Regions from separate parts of the Mus musculus genome. Here region 1 is linked to region 2. Evidence: chromatin contacts called from public promoter capture Hi-C data. All regions are on one chromosome and are shown on one strand. The core of a region is the stretch at or near the end of the contact, and the rest is flanking DNA. Distances in the headings are between cores, read along the strand shown.

The links. Promoter capture Hi-C pulls out the DNA fragments that hold promoters and counts their contacts.
Region 1: a promoter capture Hi-C map of embryonic stem cells shows a contact between it and region 2, with 29 times the contacts expected there. The contact joins the promoter of A430105J06Rik here to the promoter of Dusp10 in region 2.

What each region holds. Positions count from the first base shown.
Region 1 is chr1:186,746,017-186,750,230 of GRCm38.p6, forward strand. A430105J06Rik (a long non-coding RNA gene) reads left to right here and starts at 2,807. Exons shown (of 2, transcript XR_003948551.1): 1 at 2,807-3,808. It overlaps Rrp15 (ribosomal RNA processing 15 homolog (S. cerevisiae)), which reads right to left and starts at 3,342. Exons shown (of 5, transcript NM_026041.2): 1 at 3,148-3,342. The coding sequence starts at 3,292.
Region 2 is chr1:184,031,153-184,035,767 of GRCm38.p6, forward strand. It overlaps Dusp10 (dual specificity phosphatase 10), which reads left to right and starts at 3,229. Exons shown (of 4, transcript NM_022019.6): 1 at 3,229-3,417. 1700056E22Rik (RIKEN cDNA 1700056E22 gene) reads right to left here and starts at 2,846. Exons shown (of 1, transcript NM_028516.1): 1 at 1,880-2,846. The coding sequence starts at 2,708. The coding sequence ends at 2,004.

The sequences.
Region 1 (4,214 bases), core at 1,557-4,056, 2.7 Mb after region 2:
ATGGGCCAGCACAACAAGCTGGTAGGAGGCACACCACTCCTCGAGTGAAAACTGAGCAACAGTTCTATAATCCATGGTCACCTTTCCAGAGAGACTCTGAATTCACCAGAGGAAAACAATCATCTCCTAGGATATCAAATTCCGAGGAACACCCAAGAATGTGCATTAACCAAAGCCCTGTCCTACCAAACTTACAACATGGAGGCCCCTTCACTGTTATCACTGCCACAGACGGTGTGAATGCTGGAAAGCAGGATGCGGAGCACGGAGCTCAATGGCGGAGCTCTTACCTGGCATCTATGCGGTCTCTCACACACAGAAAAGTTCACTTTGCGGTTTGTTTTGTTTGTTTGTTTGTTGGGGGTGAGTAAGCACATTTGGGGCTCTTCAGAGGACCTGAGTTCAGTTCCCAGCACTGCGTCAGGAAACTCATAAGCATGTGTAAGGCAGACTCCAGGGGATGTAATTATATAACGCCTCTGGCACAGACCCACGTGCACATAAATACAAATACTAAAAAAGACATAGAGCCAGCTAAATGGCTCAACAAGTCAATGCCCTTGCCACAAGCCTAGTGAGGACCTGAGTTCAATCCTCCTCAGCAATAACAGAGACCCTACTCCTCCTACAGGCTGTCCTTTGACCTCCGCGTGTGCAGGTGCTGATGTAGCACGTCTGTCCCCCCCCCCCCAATAAATAAACAATGCAATTTACAACTTTTAAAGACTCTAATATTAGAGACACAACAACTCCATTGAATGTGGTTCTAGATTAAGAAGAAAAGCTTTAAAAAAAAACAGCAACAAAAGAGTTGGCTTAGTAAATGTAGCTAGAAGAGCCCGTTTCTGCAGCCAAAAGAACAGCTCCAAGCTGAGCCCTAGTCACTTAGGGACCAACAAGACCTGATCCTGAAAAGTAGGTGGTGATCATCACAGAAGCTGCAGACAGGCTGTTAGTGGTTCACAAGAGGATACATTTGACCTCATAACTGTGGATTCTCTATTTGCAAGGTCACATATGTGGGTGGTATCATTAGTTTTGAACAATATAAATACTTCCCGCACATGCCCTCACCCAGACACACTCCATCCTGACCATTTCTTGTGTTCACATCCTCTTGTAACTGTAACTCTAAGTCACTGCCTAGAGGGTTACTGTAACATAATAGAGTGCAAACATTCATTGGATGTTTCTATATTATATGTTTTCATTATATTCATTATATGTTTCTATATTATTCAAAAGCCTCCTTAACATATGATCTAAAGCTGAAGAAAACTTTAGACACCTAGTCAGTATTTGTGCTGAAAAGAACATTTTCCCTCGCAATTATCTAATATTGAGAAAAGAAATCCAATTTCCACCCAAATCCGAAAGCAGTGTTGATGTCTTACTTAAATGTAATAGTGTTTTTTTTTTCTTAGACAGTAATGCTTACAATTATTCAATTCAAAACTGTACCATAGGAGATAAAATGGCTGAGCAGGTAATGGCACCTGCTGCCAAACTCCTATAAGTCCTCAGACCTCCACATGTGGGTACACAGCAAATAAACCAATGCAGTAAAAACACCACCAGGACCAGAGCTTCTAATTCCTGCCCAACAGGTTGTTTTTTTAACCCCTCTGGTGAGGGCTGAGGACCTCAAAAGCTTAGTCAGCTGCTTCTTGGTCTTGAAGTCCAAGTGCACTCATTCGTTAACTTATGGACCCCTGAGTGACAGTTGTTGATCTAGGAACTGAGGTTCAAGTGTCTGCACACTTAGGGAACTTTCAAACAGCACAAACGCTTCACAAGATTTAAAACGTGGTGCTTTTAAAGTGAGCAGAGTGGGGCTGGAGAACATGTGCATGCATTGCTCTTCCACAGGAACAGTTTCTTCCTCAGCAGCCATTCAATCTCCTCTCACGCCCAGCGCACATACATACAACTTAAAAATAAATAAAGTAATAATAATAATAAAAGCGTCTAAAGAAAGCAAAGCATCAAGCCTCAAGTGAGAGTGACAGAAAAGGCTGCATTAGAAAAATAAGGGAAAATCTCTTTGACAAGTACTGGACCAGAGACTGAAGTCAATGAAAATGTAGGTGACATACAGGTGTTTCAGGAATACTGCAGGCAAAAGGCAGAGACCTCCAGAATGAGCAGCCAACATGAACAGAAAACAGCAGAGCAGCAAGTGACCAGACCTATCATGCAAGTTAAAAGCAAGTTAAAAATTCTGAATGTTACTCATGAACTAGTGGCTTCCCGTAGTAACTGAAGCCACATTCGCGGTTAACTGAAAGCATTAGCCACACCGAAGCAGTAAAGGAGTGTGGGAGCCAAATGCCTGAGCTTCCTAAGAAGCTCCTGCCAAGAAGTATGTTTAAAAGTAGCAGCCAACCCCAGCCACACAATGGGGAGACCTCCGGAGACTCACCTACCTTTCATTCTGAAACTGTATCAAACGTTACTTCAGTATCTCTCCTTTACCATTTCTTTAACTCTCTCTTTTCTAACTCCCAAAGGCTCACAATCCCCCCTGCACAGTAACAGTATTTCTTCTCTCTTGTGGCCTCTTGCTGCTGGCTCCCTGAGCCTATCCCACCCATTATTTCAATCGCGACCCTTCCTTTCACTTTGCTAGGGGTTCCAAATAGAAGCTCGCAACATTGCTCTTACAGCCGTTTCTATGATCTGCTAACAAACTGACTGGCTGTAAGTAAAAAGAGTCAAATCCTCCCAAAGATGCGAACATTTTGCAAGGTTCTCAATACCAGCTTTGGTTCTTCTGTGCCCAAACACTTAGCCTATGTTTTGATCTGCGACAACTAACCGTGTTTTTACTCCACTTCTAAGCGGGTACAGGACCTGCAAAAGGCCTGGGGTTATCGCCTGCCCATCTTTTGCTCTGCTCTTAATTTGTGTACTGCCTGTCATTATCTCTTCCTTTACTGTTAAGTTTCTGATTGGCACCGGCAGTTTCGCCCATCTCAGTAACAGCTGACTGAGTGGAAACACAAAATTAACCGTGACAGCGAGGAGCCTCGGAACAGCAGGGCTCCTCGCCCAACCTCACTCGCCCCACACACTCAACGGCAAGGAAACGCAACCCTAGCCATGGGAAGGAAGCTCAGCCGCCGAAGCTCCGCCAGGCCACATTACCTTCTCCATCAGAAGAGTCTTTGACCTCATCTTCTAGCTTCGACGCTGCAGCCTTGGCTACCATCTTCATCTTTTTCTTCTTCTTCGGAGAACGCTTCAGTATCTCCCCTGGGCTCACACGTGAGTCCTGAACGGCCGCAGCCATCTTGGCTCGCCGGAAGTGCCACCTGATAATTCCGTCGTGTTGCAACACACGGAACTTCCTCCTCTAGTTCCGGAACAGTTGTCCCGCCTGAAGTTCCGCTGTGGGAGCCTCGGGTAGGGACGGAGAGAGGACACGACCTACCGGTTTTCTCCGGCAGAGTCGGTTCCTGGCCTCACCCCGGCCCCTTCTGGGCGGCTGCTGCTGACTGCTCTCCTTTCCCTCCCCCAGAAGCTGGGTTCCGAGTTAGAAACCGCATTCCGAACCCACTGAATCGAGACTCTCCGAGAAGGAATGGATAACAAGGGAACAGCTACGGAATCAGAAAGCAAGCTCAACTCTTAACATGTTCTTGTGCTGGTTTGGCTTTTGTTCTGTTGTTGTTGTTGTTGTTGTTGTTGTTGGCTATTGTTCTGTTGTTGTTGTTGTTGTTGTTGTTGTTGTTTTTCCCCTAAGGACCAAGCACGGTGTTTTTGAATGGACGTTTCTGGATTTTGATAGATCTGAGAGGCTGCCCGGGTAAGGGGCGGTGGAATGAGCCATGTCCTAAATCCTCCCTAGCACCTGCCCTAAACTAAAGCAGCCTTGCAGTTAGTCCCAAGGTGGGGTTTGGGGGTGAGGGCGACAATAGGATTACCCTCCTAAATTAAACCTTTAAATCCTACCTAGTTCCTTCACTAATCTGCTAAACTCAGACTCCACCCTTCCTTCGAAGGACTACAAATGTAAGGAATCCCCTTGGTTTTGTGACTTGCTCTTGGATTCCCCACCATATTCCAGCCCCCACCCCAAAGCCCACCAGTGTTATTAAAGGATCTGGTCTCCTGAAATACGTCCCAGCAGCCGTCTATAGCGAACCAGTAGGTTTTCATTCTTTATATATTGGTTTTTAGTACTCCAGATTTGTCTTAAAAGAAAAAGAAAA
Region 2 (4,615 bases), core at 1,979-4,478:
CTTCCCAGAGTTCTTGAGTCTGAGGAGACAGATTAAGGCCTCTGGTGAGGGCCTAGCCTCTGCTTCCAAGATGCACTGTCACCGTGTAACTGGGAAGAAATGAACACGACATATACACAGGGCAGAGAGGACACAATAATTCCCTTCCCAGTTCCATCTGCAAAGGCCCTGCCCTCATGGCATTACCACCTCAGACAAGTGTCTATCCCTTAATACTATCACACTGAGGACTGAAGTTCAACATGCGAGTGGACCTTCGTGGCCTCTTTCTCCAGGGGCTGCTCCTAGCCCAGGTCTAGGCTGGCGAGGGTTGTGAAGTATTTCCCAGGCGTACTCCTGGGACTTCATCTCCTACTTCCTCCTTTCTATTCCCCAGTGCCTTCCCTATTTGCTGATTGAATGCCACCTTACCTGGGGATTTAACTTTGCCAAACTCCCTTTCCCTAACCGAATCCGGGAATCTATCTTGGCCTTCAGGGCTATTGAAGACCTCACCATTCTGCCACCAAGCACCTGACTTAACCTCTTGAACATGCCCTGTATCAGTCTGTTTTCTGTCTCTGATCTTGGCCACAATTAGCTTTGTCCTTCAGCTCTAACACACAGCACAAGGATCTGGTAGAAACTCTATGCTCCTTTCAGTAGCAACAAAGTCACAGACCAGCATAAGTGCACTACGTGGCCCAAGGGCAGTAAAGAGGCTTTACTCTTTCTCTGGGACAAAAACTAAACAGCAAGGTGTTCCTGGGTATCCGATTGTGTTCATGGCCCTTTGCTGACTGACTGATCCCATACATTTAAACTTAAGGGCTAAGTTTTAGAAAGTATTTTTACATTATGACTCCAAATTAGTAATTGAAATCACCTCCCTTGGCACAAAAGCATCCTGGAGTAGTGAGTGGAAAAACCTACCTGGAATCTGACTTCTTTGAGTATAGCTACTCAAACTGCTGCCTAATTTAAAAAGCCTCCGGATCTTTAGCATATGTTAATGGCTGGTAATTACCATGCATATGTTAATGACATGGAAATTACTCAATGCTTCGGGTTTGATTGATGAGTAATTTTGTCAGTTTTCCCAATTTTTCAGCCTGGATGACAGACTTTTAGTTAACAGAATTACTATAACTTATTAGTCTGAAACTATAATAATCATCTCATTAAATGAGTTACATTTCTTTCTCACATTGCCGGCATCAGGCTTTGTGAATCACAATTTACAGGTTGTCAGTACCTTTAGACAGAGGCTCCTCCAGCCTAAAGCAAACACAACCTTCCCAAAGCCTTCGGTCAATAGAGAACCTCGCTCTACTATACCCCAACCACTTCCACAAGCATCTTTTCATCTTTTTCGGAGCAAGGACGGGAGTTTGCTGTTTACAAATGTACACAGTGATGAACACAGCAAATGTGGCTGGACAGACAAGCATCAGACCTAATACCTAGAACTCAAACCGTAAATGGGAACCCCAGCAGTAAATATTCAGGGATATAGATAACCTACAAAAGTGCTCTGGGAAATTCTTTTCTGGGTTCCACGGAAAATGCGCACAGCCTACCTCCTCCACTAGCCTGATCCTGCTAATCCTCAAAGATCTAAGGACCAAAGGGTGCGACCTGGACACTCGTGTGCAGACATTCGGGTGTGGGTGCTGTGTATTTGGGTGTGTAGACAGAATGGGGCTAAAGAAAATCCTTTTCCAACCCCAGTGTGCACTTGTGTAGAAGTGCTCAACTCAAGGGAGATCATGCTGAATCGACAGAGCTAGTCAGCGAAGGTGATGATGGTTGGACACCTTATGATCCTAGATCAACAGCAATGGTGAATGTCTGGGGCCTAAAGCAAACGCCTCCCATCATTAAGGACATCTGAACCTGCCACGGAGCTGATAATGTTTTATTCCACTTCAATTACTTCACATTTTGGTCTTCCTCTCTGAGGGGGTAGGGAGGTATAAAAAGCTCTATTGCTTTAGGATTCTTTAACGCAACTTCATCACAGTTCATCTGGGCTTTTCCACTCCTTTGAATTCCAGGGTCATTCTTCTGTACCTTCCCTGATATTTTTCTGGCAAGGCGCTAGCAGGCTTGCTCAGCTTCCCACTTCTCTTCACCGGTGACATACCCCGACCAGTAGTGACCCCTCTGATGGACAAAGTTCGGGGAATCGGGAGAGCTGGCGTGGGCCCTTCCATGCTCCTCAAGCGCCGCTCATTCTGGCTGTTCAACCCGAGCTCTGGCTCCTTCCCGCCGGCGCTTGCTGTTCCAGGCTGGCGCTCCTTGGCTCGCCGAGGGCCCTGCGCCACTGAGGGCCGGGGGCGGCCCAGCACCGGGGGGCGGATGGACTGCGGGCTCCAAAACATCGCACAGGGGGAGGTGGCCGCGGGAGAAGCGGGGACCGCGTTGGGAGGAGGTCGGTGCCTGGGCTGCGGGGCTTGTGGGGCGTTCGGAGGGCCCGGCCACGCCCAGCTCTGCGGGACGGCGCCCACGCTGCCCTTCAACACCGGCCCCCAGTGGCTGCTCTCACAGAGCCAGGCGTCCTCCTCCGAGTAGCTCTCCGGAGTGCCGCCTTCGGGATCGGAGTCGGGCTCCTGAGAACAGGTTGGGGACGGCGGAGGAGTGACAGGGTCACGGAAGTAGGGGAACAAGAGCACGGCGCGCAGCCGCCGCGCGGGAGAGCAGTAGGGCAGCCGGAGGGGCAGCGACATCTGCGGGCCGGGCCAAGCGGGGCTGCGGGGAGGCCGGCCCTGTGCACGCTCACGTCCCGCGCGGCGCAGCCACAGCCATGGAGGGACCCGGCTTCGAGTCGTCTCCGGCCTGGGGAAAGTTGGATGGACACTCCACCTGGAGTCAAAAGGCGGAATGGAGACCCCGCGAGGCTGATGTCCTCAACAGGGGGCGGGGGAGGGTCAGAAGAACCAGTTTCAGCCGGAGCGACCAGAGCAAGCCATTGACACTTCAGTCCCAGGAAGGGTTAACCGCGTCCTGCTGCCTAGGTTTACATGTAAATAGAGAGCCGCTGCTCCAAGCGGGCCCGGGCTAGCACTTTTAAGTTTTTGATTGGTTGCCAATGACATCACCACCCGCGCGTTCTAACACACCAAACCCACTAGCGGGTCCGAGCCGGCCTCCCTCCCAAGGCGAGGCCTCGCCCCTTTCTCCGCCCTCCTCGGCTTCTTATTGGTCAGAGACCACTGTGATGTAGCGGGCGGCAGCCTCTGGGTCTTCATTGGCGTATCGCGCCGTCGCTCGGAGGCAACCCCGCCCCCTCCAAAGCTTACATTTACGCTGTAGCAAAAGAGAAAGTAACTCTGTGTTGCTGCTGGGGATCAATGAAGCTGAGTGAATGGGGGCGCACTGCGCGAGCGCATAGCTGGAGCGGGCGCCAGATGGTAGAGGGCTACGCTTATTGATGAAGTAAGTGGAAGACATCACGGGTCACTCAGAGCCGGAGGGTGGAGGGTTCCGTGTGTGTGTGTGTGTGTATGTGTGTGTGTGTGTGTGTGTGTGTGTGTGTGTGTGTGTGAGTGAGAGAGAGAGAGACAGAGACAGAGAGACAGAGAGAGAGAGAGACAGAGACAGTGTCAGAGAGACAGAGACGGACCTACGTCAGGTAAGGAAGATCCTAAGGTTTAGTCTTTTGGCTCTGCTTGCCCTGGGATGAAGAGGGGAAATGAGTTTTGGTTTGGTTAAGATGCTTTATGGCAGTTTTCAAAGCCCAAGGCTTTGCTCATGATGCTCAGTGGTGGCACGGAATAGGGATGCTACGTGCCCCAGGAGTGGGGAAGGAGCATTCTTTAAGCACTTGGTTTTTCTTCAGTCCCTGTTAGTGGTGGAAGGAAGATTAGCGAGAAAGGGGGTAGGGGGTTCGTGCTATTTTTGTGGGAGGTTTCCCGGGCCAGACTGGCTTTGGAGCTATCTGCTGCAAGGATGCAGATCTCAGTGCGCTCTGTGCCCGTGTGTGAGCAGCAGCACAGTGAAGAGGTACCGGTCCCAGCCTGTGTCTCTGGAAAGTCGTTCCCGGGTTCTCCTCCTAGGGAATAGGCTACTAATCCTGGATGTCCCCTTACCAGGTAGCAAAATAGCAAAGACTTTGACTGCATTCATGTTCCAGCTGGGACACAGTTAACAGTTTTTGGAATAGTACTCGCTCTGAAAAAAAAAATACTACGCAAGGGAGAGGGAAGGAGGGAGGGAGGGGAGGGGAGGGGAGGGAGGGAGGGAGGCAGGCAGAAGGTTTGATCCTTTGCTCCCAACCAAAGGTGGGTGAGAGAAACCCGAGTCAGTGGGGATATGCCTACACGGGTGGGGACGTGCTCCTGGGTGCGCGTGTGTGGATTTTGCTGGTGACACTTTGGCTCGGTCTCAGAGAACAGTTACGGTCATGAATAGACCGATGATCCTTGATGTTTTTCCAGTCAGCTCTTAAAGTTCGTTTAGATGAGTGGCTCTTGCTTGGGGTTTGATTTCTCTAGTAGAGGAGTCAGAATTGCTATGTTATAGGGTGGCCTTGTGCCTACCGGGAGGAGGAAAGTGATCCATTGCAGGCACCCTTGGAGGAGGCAAAGGCAGCCCCCGTGGGCTCTAGGTCTGAGCTTCCCAATTAGCCTAACTG